2 separate regions of the Sus scrofa genome follow, and region 2 is linked to region 1. The links are chromatin contacts, called in public HiChIP or PLAC-seq maps. All regions are on one chromosome and are shown on one strand. The core of a region is the stretch at or near the end of the contact, and the rest is flanking DNA. Distances in the headings are between cores, read along the strand shown. Region 1 has its middle 47 kb from the start of CDK1. Region 2 holds the start of LOC106506012.

The links. HiChIP or PLAC-seq counts read pairs in DNA pulled down with a chosen protein or histone mark.
Region 2: a contact with region 1 is called in an H3K27ac HiChIP or PLAC-seq map of skeletal muscle, with 4 times the contacts expected there. The contact joins the promoter of LOC106506012 here to the enhancer-like site in region 1. A contact is called at or near these places in 1 of 5 promoter capture datasets (liver), 15 of 47 Hi-C or Micro-C datasets (alveolar macrophages, embryonic fibroblasts, fetal liver and 8 more) and 2 of 2 datasets of contacts at active chromatin or transcription factors (alveolar macrophages and skeletal muscle).

Annotation. Positions count from the first base shown.
Region 1 is chr14:64,277,484-64,284,763 of Sscrofa11.1, forward strand. No RefSeq gene overlaps it. Among named protein-coding and RNA genes, the nearest start is that of CDK1, 47 kb to the left of the region's middle. Within about 2 kb of position 3,383, at least 61 of the 83 cell types and tissues checked have an H3K27ac peak or open chromatin away from gene starts, as enhancers often do. A contact at or near this core is called in alveolar macrophages, embryonic fibroblasts, fetal liver and 7 more, where this site is marked.
Region 2 is chr14:64,398,222-64,404,952 of Sscrofa11.1, forward strand. It overlaps LOC106506012, which reads left to right and starts at 1,707. Exons shown (of 3, transcript XM_021073603.1): 1 at 1,707-2,011; 2 at 5,969-6,141. The coding sequence starts at 1,756. The coding sequence ends at 6,132. The region is part of intron 2 of RHOBTB1 (rho-related BTB domain-containing protein 1); the gene reads right to left.

The DNA.
Region 1 (7,280 bases), core at 2,133-4,632:
GCCAAATCGTTAACCCACTGAGCAAGGGCAGGGACCGAACCTGCAACCTCATGATTCCTAGTTGGATTCGTTAACCACTGTGCCACGACGGGAACTCCGAATCCTTATATTTGAACAGCCATTTTTTGGGTGGTCTTCCCACTTTCCCACCTGTATGTGGGCATTCATACTTCATCCTCCACCCACACAGTAATGGTGTGACTGGCAGACGATGTGATCTACCCAGTGTTCTCAGCAGGGCCTAACAGCCTGACCCATAGCCCTTTCTCAAGGATTTGGGATTAAGTCAATTGAGTGTCTCTCCTGATGACTGGACAGTGACACAGACTCTGGAACTGTTGGTCACCATCTTTCCCATCTTGCCAACAACGAAGCAAAGACATTGGTCTACAGGTCGGGAGAGATAAGAATGAAAGGGGCACAGAGGATCAGTCACAGGGAGCCTTGATGGCATCCAGGTGTCCAGTTCCAACTTGTCCTTGGGTCCCCTGGTGCACTCTTGGTTGTGGGAGACAGCCCTGCATCCTCACAGTAAATAATCATTGTGTTCAACCGAACCACTCTTAGGACTTTTCAGGATCATGTAGAGCTCAAGTCATTGTAATGTTTTCTTTCTGCACCCCAACACTGCTCTGCTCCCTAATTGTCCTCTATCCCCCTTACCCCCATCATTTATTCAGACATTTAGGTTATAGGATATTTTATTGGGTCATTTGAACCAACTCTTGTGGCCTGTTGAGGAATAGTGAGTGTAACCTAGAAAGGCCTCAAGAAATGCTTTGAAAGATGACTTTCAGTCTCCATGATCTTTGGGTGAACTGGATCTATACATTATAATTTTATAGTATCACTTCCCAAAATTTTCTTCTTAGGAAATTAATCCTGAAAATGTTAAGAAAATAAATATCCCAGGAGTTTCCTTGTGGTGCAACAGGTTAAAGATCTGGTTGTCACTGCAGTGGTTCAGGTTGCTGCTGGGGCATGGAGTTGATCCCTGGCCCAGGAACTTCCACAGTAAAATGTTTTGGGGAAAAATGCAAAATATATCTCTCTTTTGGAAACTTGGAAATCATGTTAATATATTAAAGGCTCTGACAAGTCCTGCAGAAAAGAAAGGGATAGAATTTGTTTAGCCCAGGATTTTCCAAATTTATGAGACTATGGATTTGGGGGGGGGCAAGTTAATCCTCATTGGCAACATTTTAACTGTTACTTAAAATGTCTGTTTAACTCTGCTTTGCAGTCAAACTGAGTTTGAGGTGGGCTAACCCTAGGAATTTTGATAGGAAAAGCCCTGGAAAATTCTCAGACCCTTACCTCCTACCTCACAGCCCTTTATTAGGCAGTTAGAAGGCTAGGAAATGGCCTAGACATTCAGTGCTATGGGAGAGACTGCTTTATGGGCTCTTGCAACCCCTGACTTTAGACCTTAACTTTATGCTTTTTTCAAAATATAATATACACAAAGTGCATAAATCACAAGTGTACAGCACTAAATTTTTACAAACTGTTTCGCACACTACTGTCACCAGCACCAGGTCAAGAAATGACAATATAGGCTCCCAGAAGCTCCTTCATGCACTCTTTAAGTCACTTTATCACATAAAAGTAACCACTATCTCACTTTAGGCCTTTTCTTTCCACATAAGCAGATATATCCTGAAGGCGAAGGACGGATCCTTGATCTCCTTGTATTCCTTCAGTGTCTAGAAAAGCACGTAGTGAGGATAGTTAATTGGGCTCATCTGTAAAGAAAGAACCATAAAAGCACAAGCACACATCAGACTCCTGCACAGGGCAATGGAGGGGCCCTGGAGTCAGACTGCCTGGGTTCAAAACTGTGTCTCTGATTCCTACCAGTCTGACCACGGGCAGTCACTTAATCTGTAGGAATCTCAATTTCCTGAGACTAGCCTGGATTATCTGGGTGGACCCTGAATGCCATCACAAGTTCCTTAAGAGAGTGGCAACGAGAGAGAGAGAGGAAGATAGCCTTGAAGACTAGAGTGATACAGCTACACGCTAAGATGTGCCACCCACCACCACAAAGTCCAAGAAGCAAAGAACAGACTGTTCTTTGAACCCTACAGCCCTTGGAGAGAGTGTGGCCTTACCAACACGTTGATTTGGTTTTGTTTTGGTTTTTTGTTTTGTTTTGTTTTGTTTCCTTCTTACAGCTGCACCTGCAGCATATGGAAGTTCTCAGGCTAGGGGTCAAATTGGAGCTTCAGCTGAAGCCTGCTCCACAGCCACAGCAACACTGGATCTGAGCCGCATCTGCTACCTACACCAAAAGTTGTGGCAATGCCAGATCTTTAACCCACTAAGCAAGGCCATGAATCAAACCCACATCCTCATGGACACTATATTGGGTTCTTAACCTGCTGGGCCACAACAGAGAACCCCAACACCTTGATTTTTGGCTCAGTGTAACTGCTTTCGGACTTCTGACCTCCAGAAATGTAAAAGAATTTTCCGTTGTTTCTAGGCATCAGGAAAAAAAAATTGCTGTGGTGATTTTTTTATGTCAACCATGGGAATCTATGTGGTAGGTGTTGGGGAGATGGCAATAAAGGAAAAGCAGCCTTCAGGGAGCTTATACTTCCGCAGTGGAAGACAGTGAACAGATACATAAATGCACAGTCTAATGCCAGACAATGCTGCTGGCTCCATACTAAACATAAAGCAGCTGGTGGAAGCCCACAGAGCCTGGGAGAGGGGTAAGTAGACAGTAAGCTGGGTGGGGTGTGCAGAGCTCTGTAGGCTGTGAATGATAAGGAGATAAGGGCTTCGTATTTTCTTTTAAGTATGGATTTGCGGATCCTCCATTTGTGTGGGAAGCCATTGGGTTCCTCTTCAAGTCGTTCTAAGAGGGGCTGGAACCCTTCTATTGGCTGAAGTTCCTGTCCTGGGTTAGCTCTTTGAATTTGCTCTGCTCCCCGGGAGATTTCTTTAACCTCTCTAAGGTTTAATGTCTTTAACTTAGGTTGGAGTAACCAGTTAGTTCATAAAGGCGCTTGCTCTTAAAATAAACCAAAGCTCACAACCCCTTTCTGAACTGGGAAGCCACAGTCAGAAACACAATGGCTTCTCTGGCCGTGACGATCCCATTCGCGACCACTAGAGGGAGGCGGGCGAGGCGACCATTGCAGAATTGAATTGTTAAAAAAAAATTGAGGGCGTGTTGTTGAAAAAAGAAAGAAAGAAAAAAAAATCCTTCACTCACTCCCAAGGTCTGCTTTTAATTATACTGAGGGCTAGACTCTTAACCACACACATTTCAGCCAATCCTAGATGGCCCAGGCTCCTTTTTCACCCTCAAAGCCGTCAAGCCACAGGCGATGCACTTTCAGACCAGAGAAGCGGAACCAAGAGTCACGGATACCGGGTCCCACCCCCTGGCCCTGTCCTCGGGAGCCTTCCCGAATAGAGAGCAGCTTGGGATCAACTGCCCTAACTCATGATGGCCAAAGCTGAGATGTGACTGCAAGTGCCCTTCTAAATTCTTCCAGGGGTAATTATAGAATTACTCTTTCCTCTTCGTGTTGTGTTAGAGGCTGGCAAGCGATCCCTCTTTCCCCCACATCAAAGTAGAAACAAAGTCATTTGGAGTTCCTGTAATGAAAACCTCGATTTCTGGAGAGTTAAAGGCCCTTTGAAGAAAATTGCAAGGGGAGGTAGATTTTGGACGCACTTTCAGCACATTTTGTTAAAGCTGTGGGAGGATGTGATAATGACCATTAAAAGACTCTTTTTCCTCCGATTAATCTTTCTTACATCTACATCCAGAAGCTGAAGAAATCGGGGTCTATGGAAAAGATTCACTCATGTATTCATTGAGTAAACTTTTGCCCTTTTTTCTTATTGTGGCATAATTTCGGACTGACTGAAAATTACATGAATGATGCAAAGAATTTCTGAACTTCCTTTTCCCAGATTCCAAATATTCAAATTTTACCACCTTTGCTCTTTTCTTTCCTCCCCTTTCCTCCTATTGTCTTCTGAACTGAGTCAACAGCAGAAATGATACTTTTCCCCTATTTACTGTGTATTTCCTAAAAACAAGAGCATTCTCTGACATAACCACTGTACAAGTAATCTAGATCAAGAAATTAACAGATGTTATTCTCTAATTTAAGGACTTTATTCAGGTTTTTACAATTGCCATTAATATTATTTTCACAGTAAAAGAAACCCCTGTGTCATATATAGCATTTGCTTGTCATACCTCTCTAAGCTACTTTAAACAAACCATTTCTTGGTTTTTGCTTTGTTTTTATTCCTATTTTTAAAATACATATGTTGATGTTTTTGAAAAGTACAAGCAAAGTTTTTGGTAGAATGTCAGTGTGATGTTACTTTGTGATTAGACTCAGGATGTGCATTTTTGTTAGGAATACCATAGGAATTACATTGTGTCTTTCCAGTAAATTACATGGGGAGCCGTGATGTTGATTTGTCCCATCACTGGTGATGTTAACTTTCATCATTTGTTAAGACAGTAGTAAACATACTATGAAAGCTATAAAATATATATTAACACATATAATATAAGTGCAGTATAACATGTAAGTGAACTCTAATCTAATCTCTAATGTAATGTAAATATGATATAATAATGTAATATGTGTTAGGCTAGTGGTTCTTAAACTTCTGGTCTTATCCTAGAAGTACTTTATGTTCTTTCTTTTTGCCTTTTCTAGGGCCGCTCCTGCAGCGTATGGAGGCTCCCAGGCTAGGGGTCTAATTGGAGCTGTAGCCACCGGCCTACGCCAGAGCCACAGCAACGCAGGATCCGAGCCGCGTCTGCAACCTACACCACAGCTCATGGCAACACCAGATCCTTAACCCACTGAGCAAGGCCAGGGATTGAACCCGAAACCTCATGGTTCTTTAGTCAGATTCATTAACCACTGTGCCACAATGGGAACTCCAGTACTTTATATTCTTAAAAATTATTGAGGATCTCAAGGAGCTTTTGTTTATTTTATTTATTATAGCTGCACCTGTGGCATGCAGAAGTTCCAGGGCCAGGCATTGAACCTGTGGCTTGGGCCACAGCAGTGACAATTCTAGATCCTTAATTCAATGAGCCACCAGGAGACTCTGCACTTTTGTTTATTATAGTTGTATCTATTAATACTTACTGTATTAGAAAATTTTAAATATGCGCTTAATATGGAGTTCTCACTGTGATGCAGTAGGTTAATGATCCGACTTTGGCTCTGTGATAGTGCCACAATCCCTGGCCTGGGAACTTCCATATGCTGCAGGTGTGGCCAAAAAGGAAAAAAAAATTGACTTAATTATGCAAAAATAACAGTAATGAACCTATGTCATAGTAACATGAATAGATGTTTTATGAAAAATAACTATATTTTATCGAACAAAAAAGATAGTGAATAGAATGTCGTTTTACATTTTTGCAAACATCTTTAATGTCTGGCATAATAGAGAACAGCTGAATTCTCATATCTGCTTCTGGATTCAATCTGTTGCAATATGGTTTTTTCTTAGAGTATATGAAAGAAAAGAGAAAAATACACATGTAATTGGAAAAGGAAGGGGTGTTTTAGTAGCCTTTTCCCATGATTGTGGATAATCTTTGATACTACACCAAAACTCAGTCAGTGATAGCTTCTTAAGGTTAGTTGTGGTGTAAAATCAGAAACCACATCAGTGAACGTTTTGTTCTCTATTACATTAAAATCCACTGGTTTATCATGCACTCTGAATGGATTTTTTACCAATGAATGATTTTGTTAACATTATACACTGGTCGTTTGGAAAATATTGGCTCCCTGAGTTATACATATCTTCCAAATGTTCCCACTTCTTTATATAGTAACCAAAAAAAAAAAAAAATCGCATTTGTTAACCTCACCATTAACTTCTTCAGAAAAGTGTTTAGATATTGAGAAGCTGTTGATATTCACAGTGGTGGATACAAATTTTCCAAAATTTGAGTTTTCACTTGAAAGCTCAAATTTTTATTACTGACCATAAATATTGTGAGTCGTTTTCTTTGAAGGGACAGGTTTACTTTATTTTGAGAACATGTCCACTAAATTCCCAATTCTGGATAACCATGGTTTGTCAGTTGTTCTTTCAAGTAAAAATGGTGTTGGAGTTACTGCTGTGGTGCAGCGGGATTGGCGATTCTCTGGATTGCTAGGACACGGGTTGAATCCCTGGCCCATAACAGAGGGTTAAGGATCTGGTGTTGCCACGGCTGTGGTGTAGGTCACAACTACGGCTTGGTTCTGATCCCTGACCCAGGAACTCCATATGCCTTTTTTTTTGCCAAAAAAAAAAAAAAAAAAAATGGTGTTACATGAAAAAACCCACTAGTTTAGCTCACAACTCAAACAACTGCACAGATGCTTTTCTGGGACGACAATGGTGTGTCAGTGTTCAGTGGAAGTGCTTTTATGTGTGTCCCCACTTGTCACAAAGAATATTAAAAAACATGAGCATTCAAGGATCAACATTTAATAAAATTAATACATTTTAATGCTCAATCAAGGACTTTTTCAGTGAAACTTTTTTTAAAGCCCAACGTTTATAACTGAAGATTACAGTCACTGCTGATACGGCATGGGGCTATTTCCTTGATTTGTGCTAAGGTGCCAGCAATTTTACACACCACTGCTTTTGTAATTTGTGCAAATGTCAGCATATGACAAAGGCAAATAACATCTTAGTATTATTATTTTTTTCTTTTTTTTAGGGCCGCACCTGTGGCATATGGAGGTTCTCAGACTAGGAGTCGAATTGGAGCTGTAACTGCTGGCCTATACCACAGCCACAGCAATGCTGGATCCTAACTGTGTTAAACCAGTGAGTGAGGCCAGGGCTGGAACACACGTCCTCATGGATACTAGTTGGGTTCGTTGACTGCTGAGCCATGACAGGAACTCCACATCTTAGTATTATTATATGAACACTTCGACCTGAAAGTGCCTGAGGGACTCCCAGCATTTAGGGACTACGTGGTGTGAAGACAGTGAAACATAAACATCTATCGCACATACATGCTGTATCTTTCATGACCTTAACATCTAGTTGGACCCACTGACAAGAAGCAGGATGAAGGAAGCATCTTACTGGTCATATTTTAGTTCTTGGTTTTAGTCATGTTTGCATGGAGTTGGGCTATATTGTAAAGCTATGCTGTCCAATAGGGTAGTCACTGGCCACCTACGACTGTTGATCATCGGAAATGTGACTAGATCCAATTCCATTTTCTCTAAATGTAAAACTCTTACCAGATTTTGAAG
Region 2 (6,731 bases), core at 457-2,956, 120 kb after region 1:
GTATTGCAAAGAGACTGTGTTTCTTTTCTAGCAACCAGTGACTCTCTTCTGCATCTACAGAGTTATTGCAAATGAAATATAATTCCAAATTTCTGAAGTGTTTGTAAACAAACTTATCAGCGTATGTTTAGAAAAGCCTAGAGTTTGCCGAAATCAAACAAATAGAGCCTTTTGGCTATTTATATCTGCTGACATTGAGAGGACAGTTTCAAAGATGAAAACTACTGATAACAGTACTTTTGTACGCAGTACAGCGGAGAATAAGCAGCACTAGCCCGGTTGGTGGTGGGGGAGCCCCAAACTAGGGAAACCTCAAGCTGAGCGTCTGGCTGGGGTCCAGCAGAGCTGCCTGGGACAGCACAGGTTGGGGGAAGTTCAAAGTCAAGGCGACTCATCTGGTCATAACTTCCTAGATCTTCCTGGGTCTGGGTGCCTTTGTGTATATATCAATCTTCATGCATTTTTTCCCCTAGCAAATGTGTACAGTCAGCTCTAAAGGCACAGCTTGTGTGCTGACGTGCAAAGCCAAGTCAAAACCCTGCGCTTGGCACTCCCTTCTAACTTTCTGGCTTGTCCAAGTCTAAATATTGACATTGCTCCTCAGTTGAGATGTTTGATACCGTTAAGGATAGAAACGGCGGAGCTAACAGTAGGATTTAATGATATATTTTCACATAGTTGCGCCTTCCATTCCCTTCCCCCCCCCTCCCCGAGGGGGCTGGATTCCCTTGTCTGCACGTCTTCCTCCCACTCCCACCCTGTTTTTCTCCCCGAAAACTGAGCACGCAGAGACTGGGTAAGGTGTGCTGCAAGCCCATGGCAGCTCCTCCTGTTGTCACAGCAACTCACAACAGACTCCATGGCCACGGGCTGGGGGTGGGGAGCACCAAACTGTGGGCTGACCGATCAACTAACTCTCCAGGGGGTGCAAGCGCCCAAGGGGCTAGCGTATCCCCCTCCGCAGTCCCTCTGGCTCCCCAACACTGTCCTTCCAGGGAAAGGAGCCCTCTGGTCGCGCGGCACCACCCTCTCCCTGGCGCAGCCCGTCTGCTAAGGGTGCCTGTTGTGCATTTTCTCTGCTCCAAGTTAGGGGTGCGGCTGTGCGGGCGCTCCTAGAAATCTCTTCTGCTGGCCTCTGATGTGTGGGCTTCCCGGCCTCGCAGAGGGGCGAGGGCGGCTCCCAGAGCAGCTGGGTTCCACCACTCGGTCTTGGGACGCTGCCGGCCGCGTGGCGCGGCCCGGGCCCCCCACCTGCCGCCCGCCGGGGCCGGGGCGGCGGGGGCTCCGGCGGCAGCTGCTCAGAGAAGTTTCATAGCATAGCGCACTCACGACACAGAACCTACCCGGAGCCGAGCGGGACGCGAGCTCTCTCCGCCTTCAAGGGCTGGGGAGCAGGGGGGGAGGGCCCCCAGCCACTCAGCAGCAGCCACGGCCGCGCGCGCTCGCGGGCGTGCGGGGCCCCTGCGCGCGGCGTGCCGCCCGCCGCCCAACTTTGCACAAAGGCAGCATGGCACTGCCCGGCCTGGCGGGCTCACCCGGCGCCGCGGCCGCTCTTCCCGGTGCGGGCCGAGAGGGGCTCGCCCCTTTCCGCCCCCAGCCCTCCCCTTTTCCTCAGGCCCCCACCCCGTTCCCAGGCTGCCTGACCGGGCGGAGCCGAGCGCTCGGCACCCAGCTCCGCCGCCGTGGCGGCCGCCGCTCGCTGGGTGACGTGAGCAGCTTCGCGGCTATTTATATCCACGCGATTGGATTTCATTCATGAAACCCGGGCCTGGTGTGTCTGGGCGCTGGGGCGCGGGTGGCGAGGGTGCCTCGGCCTCCTGCAGACTCGGGGGGCCCCGGCTGGGAGGCGGGCTGCCGGGAAGGAACGTGCACGGAACCTGGAAGACCCCAGCCCTCCCCGCCCGCAGCCGGCAGGGAAGGGGCCGGGCGACCTGTGCCCCCCTGTTCTCTGTCCCCGGCGCCCCACCCACTCCCGTACAACTGCTGGCCCTTTGTCCCAGGCTCTGGAGAAGTAAGTTGGGCCACTAACCGGCTGGGCAGCATGGCTTTCTTCCCCCTAAGAGCTGACCGGCCGCGGACTCCGAGGGAGGACATAGGCTATTGTTTTAAAACCCGAACCCAGCTGCTGACTAAGGGCTGCGTTAGCCCAGCCTCCTCCTCCCCTGGGCGCTGCACGTGCCGGCAGGCTCCCCCCCTCTGGGTTACCTGCCTCTGTGACTTGGCTCGAGGGGGGTCCCCGCAGGGGCATAAGGACGCACCGGCTGTCCCCACCCGAAATAAGGAGGCGATTCACAACCTCCTATACATGGCTGAGTGAGGAAGTGAAATTGACTTCTGGCCCCTCATGGGTTGTCAGAATGCTCAGATACCCACTGCAGTCATCCCTCATGAACTCTGTCTCATCGTTCCAGACTGACTGTGAGCTCTGAAGGAAAGGACCAGGGGTAGTTTTCAAGCATTTGCAGGACAGATACTTGTTTAGTGCCTATAGTAGGGCAGGTACTCTGTCAAGAGCTAAGGAGGTGACAATGAACACAACCCACTTGTTGCAGGGCCTCAAGGAGCTTTCAGTCGGCCTTTTAAAATTAGTGTGCTTTAAACCCCCTCACACACAGCCTAGAAAAAGCCAGCTGGGGGGTAAAGGTATTGATGTGTTCAGCTACCTTAAGGGATTCATTCATTTAATAAACCTTTAGTGATAAGGCTGTGTAGTGAGGACTGGGGATACAAAGAAGGCAACAATGTGTCCTTAATCCCCAAGGAGTTCTCAGGTCATGGATTCCTGAGGTTCTGCAGGATACAAACCTCAAAAGGGAAAGAGAGCCATATTTGATTGCAAGGGCTGTCTCTTTGTGTTATCCCTCAAGAAACAGAATATTAGGAAAAATTATAAATGCAAACAAACCTCTCTATCCCTCATTTTCTTCCAAGAAATTATCTTCAGTTTCTCAGATGGAATATTCTCCCTTCCCAGGATCCCCAGATGAGTTTTAGTTCACTGCATATTCCTTCTCTTCCCACTAGATTATGTTCCATTTTGGAGACAAAATCTTGACTAGTGCTCTCTGAATCCCCCAGAGATCCCAAAGCATAATGAAATTCAATGTTTTTACAAGGAAAGGTATTAAGGACAACCTGTTTTGTTTAAGCCATCTTCCCTGAACTGTCTTTGGAAATGGAGTTAATAGTCTCCAATCTTTGATGCCCAGAAGAGAGGACAATAAAAAACAAGTATGAAAGTCTCCTCTATGAACTTCAAGACAGATACACGAGGGGGTGATCATTTACTTGGCACAAAGCAGACTCCACTGTGTCTATTTAAAAGTGACTCCATTTTGAAAGCCTTAATCAATGTACATTTTTTTTTTCAAAAACACATTTCTTGGGAAAAGTTAATTAACCCTGTTCACTCTTGGCAATCAGTCCTCTTTATTGCAAGCCATTTCTCTTCAAACTGCCCTGGGGGCTAAGAAATAGTGTAGAAACTCAAAAGAAATAGGAATCAACATGTATTATGGCCTTCACATGCGGCAGGCAATGGGCTAAACTAGAAGGTTTCAAACACATTTTCTCAATTAAGCCTCATAACAACGGATGAGGTAGATGCATTATTAACATCACCATTTTATGGAAGAGGAAACTGGGGCACACAGAAGTAGTTTTCTAAGGTTTTGTCAGTTGCATTTGCACCAGAGTCAGCCGGTGCCAAGGCCTTATTTTATCACTAACTGGCTTTTTGACATCATGCTTTTTCTCAATTTCTTTCATTTCCTCAGTTATAAATTAAAAACAGTTAAGTGGCATGTTTAAGCAGTAGGTAGGTATTAGGGCCAGAAGGACCTATACAAAGATCCCAGTTGGTAGGCAACTGTTTCAATGTTGCCATCCACCTCCAGGGGGCACCAAAGTTCAGATAGGTTTCCAAAGGATGCTTCTTCCATAGGGGGCAAAAAACCCAGAGTCATCAATGGAATTACCCACTTGGATGCCTAAATCTGAGGAAGATTGACTGGAAGATCTTCCAGGAAAATAAACTGGTGTAAACAATAATTCAGGTATGGCAGAGGAAAAGTCACTGTTTTAGGAAGTCATTCCAAACCAGGGCAGTGATCTGAGGAGGAGGTTGCCACAACTGTGCTATATGGCTCCTATAATTTACAAATGAAACTTTTCCACTGACTGTGGAAAAGTTGGAGGAAATGCAGCAAGGAGTACAGACTATATTTTGCCTATAGGAAAGGAGAGAAAAGTAACAATAGCAAATAATCCCCTGAATCAATGCCATGAATGTATCCCTGTTTTTGTTATTACCACAGAAGAATCCACATTTGTATACTAAAATTGTTGCTTGTAATGAAATCAATACCATCCACTTTTAATAAGTATAATAATTGGTACTTAAACTTAGTTAAACCGACATTGCACAAAAGCAGTGCAAAAACTTTTGACTGTCTTTTATGGTAATGATTTACCAAAGTCATAGGATTAAAAAAAATTCTCACAACAAAGATACAGAACTGTTCCATTCTCATAAAAAAACTTCATGCTAACTCATGGTGCTTGCATCCTCCCACCAGCCATTAATCAGTTCTCCATCTCTAGAATTTTGTCATTTTGAGGCTTATATTAATAAGAACATACAGTATGTAATGTTTTAAGATTGAATTAATTTTTTTAAATTAGGCGTAATGCTCTTGAAGTTCATCCAGAGTGTTGCCTATATCAATAGCTCATTTTTTCTTATTGCGGAGTAAATTTCTATTAGATGGACATACCAAAATTTGTCATTCATTTTTCCACTGAAGGACTTTTGAGTAGCTTACAGTATTTTGCTATTAAGAAAAACACTTTTGTAAACATCATATTGTAGGTATTTGTGAGAACTTCAGTTTTTATTTCTTTGGATAAATGCCCAAGAATGCCATTGCTGGGTCATATGCTAAGAAACCATCAAACTGTATTCCAGAGTGGCTGTACCATTTTACATTCCCACAAGTAATGTATGAGAAATCTAGTTTCTCCACATTCTCACCGGCATTTGGTGTTATCACTATTTTTTTAAAAAAAATTTCAATTGTTTAAGAGTTTTGTAGGGACAAGTCCCTGTGGTTTTAAGCTGGATTTCCCTAATGACTAGTGATGTTGAACGGCCTCTCACCTGCCATCCATATCTCTTCTTTACTGAAATATCTGTTCATATCTTTGGCCTATTTTATAACTAGATTTTTTTTTTTTTAACTACTGAGTTTTGGGAATTATTTTTTTTCCCCAAAAATACATTCTGGGATCATAGAATTTTCACATTGCAAACTAAATGCTACCTCAAGATAACTCTTCAATTCAATCACTATTCAACATTTCTATTGTCATTCCCTTTATGGAGAATATTCTCAGGTATTTAAATATTCTCCAGTGCTTACCTAAACCTCCTTTAGAGAGGGTCTTTTTTTTGGGAATCTTTGATGAACATGCTTTTCAGCTGTGGGTAGCCAACACCCAGAGCCTGGGCAGCCTGTGGCCAGAGCCTACGTAGTGGAGGCGGGGCCACTGCGCAGGCACAGACACCTCCTCCAGCGGCCCTCGCCATGGGGATGCGGCTATGGCTGCCCTAAAAGCCTGAGGGAGGCCCACTTTGCACAGTCCGTCTCTTCTTTCTTGGACGCAAGATGTGATGCTGCCCGTGGCTGTTTAGATGATATTATTTTAGGTGGCGAGTTCCAGGTGTTATGGAGAAATTTCATGGATAAGCACTACCAGCATTTGAAAATGCCAAAAAAGTATGTGCACCCATGCGCCTATTTTACAAAGGGATGTGTTTGGTAGAAAGATATGGAGAAACAGCTGTAGGAACGGATTCCTGGTGTTTACCTGAAACCTCCGACAACTTTGCTGTACGCTACAGAATCTGGGGGCTGGAGGCTTAGTGAGTGACGTGCGAGCTAACATTTTCGGTTTCCTGACTTTGAAGAGATGCTTCTGCAGAGTGAGGCCCGCGGGCACTGGACTTCAGCAGTGTTTGGGGGCGCCTTCCTTGTCAATATCGTCTTCCATGCCAGCTTCCCGGAAGAACCGGGGCTCGGGCTCCCCCACCCAGGCAGCAGGCAGGAGGCTGTGTGCAGCTCGAGCGAGTGATGGCAGAAGGTAAGGAAGACCCTCTTCTGGGCTCTTCACCAACGCGTAGTCTTGAGGGATCCAGAAGGAAATGACCTGAGCCTCCCGGGCCCTCTGTTTCTCTGTAAACTTTTTCTTGCTTTGAGGATCTCTAGTCTTTCTGCCAGAGTAGGTGATTCTCCCAGATGTCAGACTGCTCTGGGGCCTGGGCCTGGACAGGTTCAGCATTCTGTCGGGGGCCCCCTCCCCCAGCTTTGCTGTTGTTGATGCATCAACATGGACTATCCTACTATCCTGTGCCCTTTTTATCCCAAGTACCACAGGGACAGAATCGCTTTCACCGAATCGGTTCACCTGAATTGCTTTCACTTGTGTAAGAGTGAAAACCTTTTAGCCTCAGTAGCCCAGCTGTGTCGGGTTTTGACTGCTTTGGAATTTATCTCACTTGTCACTCAAACCTGCTCTTGGGGTCTGTGAAGTTCCTATTTCCTGTCTACTGTTCTGGGGAAATCTGTGCTAGCATTGGCTGTGGGAATCAACTGAAGGAGATGCCCTTTATCTAAAAGCTCTAAGGGTAAATTAACTCCTGGCCTTGGGTTTGTCATCTAGTTATTGTTATT